2 separate regions of the Mus musculus genome follow, and region 2 is linked to region 1. The links are chromatin contacts, called in public HiChIP or PLAC-seq maps. All regions are on one chromosome and are shown on one strand. Each heading gives the region's core, a stretch centred on a gene start, on an enhancer-like site or on the middle of the called end of the contact. The rest is flanking DNA. Distances are from core to core; before and after follow the strand shown. Region 1 holds the start of Gzmc (granzyme C). Region 2 has its middle 41 kb from the start of Gzmb.

The links. HiChIP or PLAC-seq counts read pairs in DNA pulled down with a chosen protein or histone mark.
Region 2: a contact with region 1 is called in a CTCF HiChIP or PLAC-seq map of CD8 T cells, with 11 read pairs. The contact joins the enhancer-like site here to the promoter of Gzmc in region 1. A contact is called at or near these places in 5 of 39 promoter capture datasets (Sertoli cells, embryonic stem cells, liver and 2 more), 2 of 15 datasets of contacts at CTCF or cohesin (CD8 T cells and the G1E-ER4 cell line), 14 of 484 Hi-C or Micro-C datasets (CD4 T cells, CD8 T cells, the G1E-ER4 cell line and 7 more), 5 of 115 datasets of contacts at active chromatin or transcription factors (CD8 T cells, T-cell acute lymphoblastic leukemia, memory CD8 T cells and 1 more) and 2 of 9 other capture datasets (adipose tissue and liver).

What each region holds. Positions count from the first base shown.
Region 1 is chr14:56,232,854-56,236,663 of GRCm38.p6, reverse strand. Gzmc (granzyme C) reads left to right here and starts at 2,007. Exons shown (of 5, transcript NM_010371.3): 1 at 2,007-2,136; 2 at 2,637-2,787. The coding sequence starts at 2,082.
Region 2 is chr14:56,301,458-56,305,267 of GRCm38.p6, reverse strand. No RefSeq gene overlaps it. Among named protein-coding and RNA genes, the nearest start is that of Gzmb, 41 kb to the right of the region's middle. Within about 2 kb of position 1,592, at least 17 of the 459 cell types and tissues checked have an H3K27ac peak or open chromatin away from gene starts, as enhancers often do. A contact at or near this core is called in CD8 T cells, the G1E-ER4 cell line, Th2 cells and 1 more, where this site is marked.

The DNA of each region.
Region 1 (3,810 bases), core at 758-3,257:
CAAGATGTCCAGATATAATGCCATTAGTTTGATATTTTCAAAAGTCCATTTTTGGTCCTTCAAATGGAATGCATAGAACTATAATCCTTCATTCAAATGAAAAATATTTTTCATCATGTCCCTTCATGACTTTTATAGGACTTTCATGGATCTTTCTCAGAGATAAATGTTCACACGCTACCATGACACTGTATTCACACCACCACTTATTCACAGCACCTACATTTGTGAGCAACTAGTTTCAAGAATTGAGCACACAGGACTGCAGAGATGGCAGAAAAGTATTAACAGTACACACTACACTTGCTGAGGACCCAAGTTCATTTCTGAGCAGCCACATTGAATAGCTCATCACCACTTATAACTTCAGCTCCTCTGGCTTAAGAATTCACTAAGATCAGAGCTATGTTGATCAAACCAAAGAGTGAAACTTTTGTTTTTAAAAGCAATAGAGAATATCCACCCTGATTCTTGTTGTCTTCCTTTGTTTGTATGATAAAGCATACCAAAATAAATATTACTACTTACAGGTTTTCAGATATCACAAACATGGACCCTGCTCTATTATTTTAAAAAGATTCTCTACAAATGGACTCTCATATCATTAAGATTATTTTATTCTGTAGGCTTTTGTTGCTTATCTGTGTGTGCACATATTGTGTCATTTATGCACAGTCTCTTTCAGGGTGAATGATCAACATTTATTATAGCTTGTATAAGCAATGTGCAGCCTAAACCAGTAACCTTTCAATGTAGAGCAGAGAAGCCAACATACTGCATACCCATGGACTAGATAATTAATTTTTAGGCAGTTAGTACTTTTAATTGCATAAAGACTAAAGACTTTAGTCTATAACTAAGATGAGAAAGCCTCTCTTGGTTCCAAAATATGACAGGAGAAAATTTAAAAGTATCTGAAATCCATAAAGCAGGATAAAAATGTAGGTTTTGGTAGCTCTGCAGTCTTTTGGATGCATGCGTGCGCGCACACACACACCTATGCTTAGAGTGAGGTCAGCCAGTCTCACCTCCCAGAGTAATCTCACTCAGTTCTTACTATCTACTGTTCTAAAAGAGGCTCTCAGATCCCCCAGTCAACATCAAACATTTCAAGACCTGCATCCTTGTCTCTCTCCCTCTTGGATGTAGCCCATTAAATAACAATCATGATCTAATAATGGACTTTCTTACTTGATAGAAAATGCTAGGCAAAGTGGTAGAAAATACCATTGAGAGTCAACAGCATGGAAGCCAGTGCTGATCTAATCTTACCTATCTTTGAGTTCAGTCCTGAAGCTCTTGCCTCAGAGATAAAAGGCAATACCTAGTAAACTTTAAGTGTCATTTTTGATTTGTTATTACACTTAACTATGTATGCCTGTAACACTTGGTCATTGGATATGGGGCAAACACTTGCCTTTAAGATTTCTCTTGTGAAATTTTCATAGCAGTATCAGGAGAATTAGAGTTAAGATTAATTCATGAGGATATTCAAAGAGATTGTTCCACAGTATGATCAGTAGTCCCAAATATTAATGAGATGATATTCTGCAATACAGTGTGAACTCTCACTAAGCACTGTGTAACTGTGAGTATTATAACTGCTGTAAGATAAATTGGTTGTCAATATTGTTTTAAAAAGGAAGGAAGGAAGGAAGGAAGGAAGGAAGAAAGAAAGAAAGAAAGAAAGAAAGAAAGAAAGAAAGAAAGAAAGCAAAAGATAAAGAACAAGGGAGATCTTATTGAAATGAAAAGGGTGTAAGAGTTAGAAAAGGACACATGTTTGTCTCCGTGCAGTCATGATGGACTTCCTGAGGTCTCAGGCCTCCTTAACCACAGCCTCCACATCCTCTACTTTCTTGATCTTCATCCCAGTTTAGCTTACCTCAGGAGGTCAGTGTGGTAACAGTGTCATTTTTACCCAAACCAGAAAAATTCCTTAAGTAATGTGACGTCAATCAGAAGCAGAGGTGCATAGGTTCAAAATGCCTGTGAGCCCCCTGAGCCCACACCTCCTTCCTCCCCTTCCAAGGGCTTTGTCTACTCTGCCCTCCTCCATCCTGAGCAGCCTTCCTGGGAAGATGCCACCAGTCCTGATTCTCCTGACCCTACTTCTGCCTCTCAGAGCTGGAGCAGGTGAGTGAACACCCCTGTGGCAGTGATGCCGTCCCATGGCACCTCTGCTGACTTTCTGCCCAGCGGTAGTCAGGAATTGTTCTGGCACTGGACCCAGGATGTTTCTGAATGTCAGGTCCCATAACAAACCCAGACTTAGAAATCTGACACTGGCCTAATTTTCAACAAGGTCTGAAGAAAGGAGATGCTTTCAGAAAACTTAGTAGGCACTAGCTTCTCCCAACATTTTTTCATCACCTGGAGACTGGATCATCCTTACAAAGAGATGTGACAGAGAATGTAAAGATACAAAAATGTGCACCATTTACTTTATTTCAGCCTAGGGAATGAGCAGCTTTAATGAGGCTTAAGATTCAGCCAGGATTATTCTATGTGCAAGGAATCCAGTCTTCAAAAGCCTTGAGGGACTTCAGATTCCACTCTTAATTATTCCCTCCCTAGATTCCTCTTGGCCACAAATATTGCTCCCAGACACCAAATATTCTAGGCTTTTCTTTCAGAGGAGATAATCGGAGGCAATGAGATCAGTCCACATTCCCGTCCCTACATGGCATATTATGAGTTTCTGAAAGTTGGTGGGAAGAAGATGTTCTGCGGAGGCTTCCTGGTTCGAGACAAATTCGTGCTAACAGCTGCTCACTGCAAAGGAAGGTGAGGAGAAGCAGATAGCTCACATCTTCTGAAACATCCACAGGGGCTTCTGTCCTCTATTGTGGAAGCTCCCCTGAGGGCTCACTAGAAGTCAGGGTTGCAAAAATTAATGTCTGACAAGAGGTATATTTGAGGTAAAAGGGTGAGAGGTTAAATCCAGCATCATACTTGAGTTGATCAACTGCACTGGCCAAACAAAAGTAGTGGTTGAGATTAAAAGTTCATGTAGCTGTCTCTTGTGAGACTATGCTGGGGCCTAGCAAACACAGAAGTGGATGCTCACAGTCAGCTATTGGATGGATCACAGGGCTCCCAATGGAGGAGCTAGAGAAAGTACCCAAGGAGCTAAAGGGATCTGCAACCCTATAGGTGGAACAACATCATGAACTAACCAGTACCCCGGAGCTCTTGACTCTAGCTGCATATGTATCAAAAGATTGCCTAGTCGGCCATCACTGGAAAGAGAGGCCCATTGGACACGCAAACTGTATATGCCCCAGTACAGGGGAACGCCAGGGCCATAAAAATGGGAATGGGTGGGTAGGGAAGTGGGGGGGAGAGTATGGGGGACTTTTGGGATATCATTGGAAATGTAATTGAGGAAAATATGTAATAAAAAATATTTTTTAAAAAAGTTCACATTAAGCCGGGCTGTGGTGGCGCACACCTTTAATCCCAGCACTTAGGAGGCAGGGACAGGCAGATTTCTGAGTCCAAGGAGCAGGGACAGGCAGATTTCTGAGTCCGAGGCCAGCCTGGTCTACAAAGTGAGTTCCAGGACAGCCAGGGCTATACAGAGAAACCCTGTCTCGAAAAACCAAAAAAAAAAAACAAAAAAAAAAAACACATTAAAAGTTTATGTAAACTTCAGAATAATGCCTAGATGCAAGAGTGAACCTCCTGGAATTTCATGTCTTTGAGACCCTCCTGTGTCCTCAAGTCCCCTCAGCTACAGTTCCATCCTGCCTACCTTGCTTTACACAGGTCCTGCACTACATCCCCTCTGACTCCACATCTCTGCTC
Region 2 (3,810 bases), core at 343-2,842, 69 kb before region 1:
TTTATATTTTTATTTTTCACAGACATGTGCCTGAGTTCACACATATACTTGCTGTCCTTGCCAGTGGGGGCAGATGAAGGATCCTACAGCCACAAAGAGAGAGGTTGAGGTGGGAGATGGGCCAAGATTTTCTCAGCAGCCCCACATCTAGCACAATGTTGGAAACACAGGGTTTCCCCCAGCACTGCACTGACTGGACAGTGTGAGGACCCTGTCCCTTCCCCTTTTCCCTCCCCCCCTGGCTGCCTCTTGCTGTCTTTATTTAGTTTGATGAAAACACTTTACCATCCCCATCTGTGAAAACTAGAATACAGGGACATGGTGAGATTCGTGAGACAGAGGGGTCTGCAGTGATTCTCAGCTTTGAATCTGTGCAACTGATGGTGGTGCTGGGGTGAGGGAGAAAGGAAGGCAAGCAGGTTCAGGTGCCCCAGGAGCCTGGCTTCACTCATGGTAATGTGTTGTTCTGTTTATTGCATGCATAGAGAGTTGAGCGGGCCATTTGAAATGTCACAGAAGATTGGGGCTAGAAATAACTTTTTTCCAGCTATTTAGGGCCAAGTTAGATTAAATACATCTACACTCCTAGGGATCTCTAAGTGACTAGATACTTCTTTCCGCTGGGTTATTATATTAAATATATTCATGAGTATTTTCACAGATTCTTTCCCCATAATCTATTGGTGCTCTCTTTAATAATTTGATAATGTAAGGTTTAATATACTTATATATTTTTTCAAAAGTCAGCAAACTACTGTCATGAGGAAACAAGACAACGTTTTATACTGATAGTTTTATTATTTTCCCTGAGATAGCTAGGGAGGTGGGTGGGGGAAGGGAGGCTGACGAGGAGGAGATAGGTAATGAAAAAACAAAATTTGAACACTAGAGGGCGCCATAAACATGTCAGAGGACCCAGAACTTAAAAGGAATGTCTTATAGTTCCTTTCTTCTGTTTCCAGTCCTTCCCCTAACGCAGAAATCAAGGTTCTTGGGACTGTGAATAAAGAGAGAGTCTTCCTCCCCCCCTACAACATCTCCTGTGCCACCTACACATGATTGTTTTGTCAAGGGGTCCCTTTTCAAGCTTGACTTCTGTTTTGTTTTGTTTTGTTTTGTTTTGTTTTGTTTTGTTTTTTGGTTTTTTGAGACAGGGTTTCTCTGTGTAGCCCTGGCTGTCCTGGAACTCACTCTGTAGACCAGGCTGGCCTCGAACTCAGAAATCCGCCTGCCTTTGCCTCCCAAGTGCTGGGATTAAAGGCGTGCACCACCACCACGCGGCTCAAGCATGACTTCTTAAAGACGGTCCCTTTGCAGGCTAAATGTACATGGGACCAGAGCGGGAAGTTAAGCAGTGAACACACAGGCAGACAGGAGAAACTGAGAGCAAGCAAAATGGGAGAGGGGTGGACAAGAGGCACCTGCTGTAAAGAGTGGGAGAATTCTCAAAAGTCAAGCCCAAGGAGAGAGTTTTTTTCTGAGCCTTCCATTTTACAGGACTCCTACTTTTCTTGCTGCCGTAATATGATACTATAACAAAAACAACTTAAGGAAGTGTTCATTTGCTGCTTGGTTCTAGGCAGGGAAGTTACAGTTGCAGGATCCCGGGGCAGCCGGCAGCCAATTACACTGTAGCAACTGTCAGCAAGCAGAAGGAGGCGAGTACCTGTGCTCAGCTCACTTTCTTCTTTCAGTGGCTTCCAGGATCTCAGCCACAGGGAAAGGTGTCCCAACGAGTGGGTCCTTCCACCTCAGGTAACCTAGTCCCAGTGATCTTCCACAGGCGTGCCCTGACTCCAGATAATTCCATATCTCATCCCGTTGGAATTTGAGATTAACGACCACACTCGTGTGAAAAGTCGGAGGTATTTCTCTGAGTTAGGGGCCTCCCTCGGTTGCTATTCTATTGATATTCTTCTTGTCCACAGTGTACCATCTTCATAGAGCGTACAGAGTTCCTTCAGTGGCAAGCCACAAAAAAATTGTTTTCTCCTTGTATATCTACAATAAGGTTTAAAAATCAGGAACAATAGTGGAAGAATGGGTTGGGAAGGGTTAAATGGGGGCGGGGACAGGGAGAACAGCATAGAAGAGGCAGTATGAAGAGGACCTTTGAAGGTGCCATATGGAAGCTTACAACTATAGACGTTTTTAAAAATGTGTACACATATAAAAATAACCTAAGTAGAGTTGCCATTTAATGTGGGGGACCATGTATCTCCCAAATATCATTGGCTATCAAATAAAAAGCCCAGAGCCAGGTTTGTGTCACCTCTTTTCAGGTAGCTGGTCAGTAGAGTCCCATAGACCTCACAAACCACTGTAGGCTACTGTTACAGCTCTTAGTTACTCTCCAGTGTTTAATGATAAGACCCTATTTCTGAAGACACCATACACTAAGGTCGCAGGACATGAAGAAATCAAGCTGGCATTGATGTAGAAGCTTTTTCCCTACTGAACTGACTCCTGGTTGGATTTTAAGCTTACTCTAGAGAACAGAACACATGCCTGGTAGGTACCATTAATTGGGGGGGATAAATCATGGCTGGCTAAGTCAGAAGCCCCAGGGGTGGTGAATCTAGTATTATTATTCTGCTAGATGGCCCTAATAATAAACTGCTCCTTAAGTTCTTATCTTTATACTAAAAAATTAGTGCATTTATCAATCTTCATCAAAGAAGCTTATTTTTTTCTTCTTCAGTAGACTGTGATTAATACAGAGACCTACAACCAACTGGCCATTGTGTAGCGAATAAAAGTCAGTGGAATGTTCAACTCTAACCAAGACATTTATATCACACCTGCTTCTACCAAGGCTCAGAGATCACCATGGAAGAGGATCTGGGAAGACTGTGAGAGCCACAGGGAATAGACATTTTCAGTGAAACAGTATTTGTTGAACATGACAGGGCCAGTGCACACATGAACTCATAGTGACTGTGACTGAATGCACAAGACCGGTGCCAGATCGATCAAGCTGCCAAAATTCCTGCATGGAAGTGGGAGGACCTCATGAACTCCCATGGCTACCTGAGAAGCCATTGACAATTGATGGCTTTGTGGGGGAGGGAGGATCCATTTATTTTAGGGATGTGACCCTTGAGATCCTATACCCATGTGCATATAGGCATGCGAACTCTGGGATTTTTTTTTTTTTAAAGGAGAGAGTTGGAAGGGGAAAGTCTCAGGAATAATTTGGTCAAAACACATTATATGCATGTATGAAATTCTCTATTAAACATAATTTGAAAGATATCAATGGCAATAACTAATAATAAATTAGAGCAATTATAATGAAATTAAGTCATATGTATTGTTTATGGAATTTTATATTTGCATCTTTAGACCATAGTTGACCATTGTTAACTTAAACTATGGAAAACAAGCCAGAGAAGGGGATTGCTGTATAAATCTTATGTGTGTCTCCCAGATGATATTTATTTTCAGCGAGCCTCAGCACGAGAATTCACCTCTATGGTTAATGGTCAGAGTTCCAAATACACCATAAAGTGCAAATGGAGACTGTACCATGTCATAGATATGATGACACATCTCAATCCAATGTGCTAGAAACTATGTCTGAATCTAAGGCAAAATTATAACAATTGGGCTCATGATTACATTAGCTCTCTCAGGGCTGTTTTAAATATTAAAATGGTTTTTTGTAGTCTCCCCTCCCCCAGCCTGAAACCTGCTTGCTCAGGGGTGGAGCTTCCCGCTCAATCTTTCTGCCACGCCTACTGCTGGAACCTGCCGCTTTGCTGGTCTGAAACCATCACGTGATCACCCTGCTACTGGACTCCAAGATTA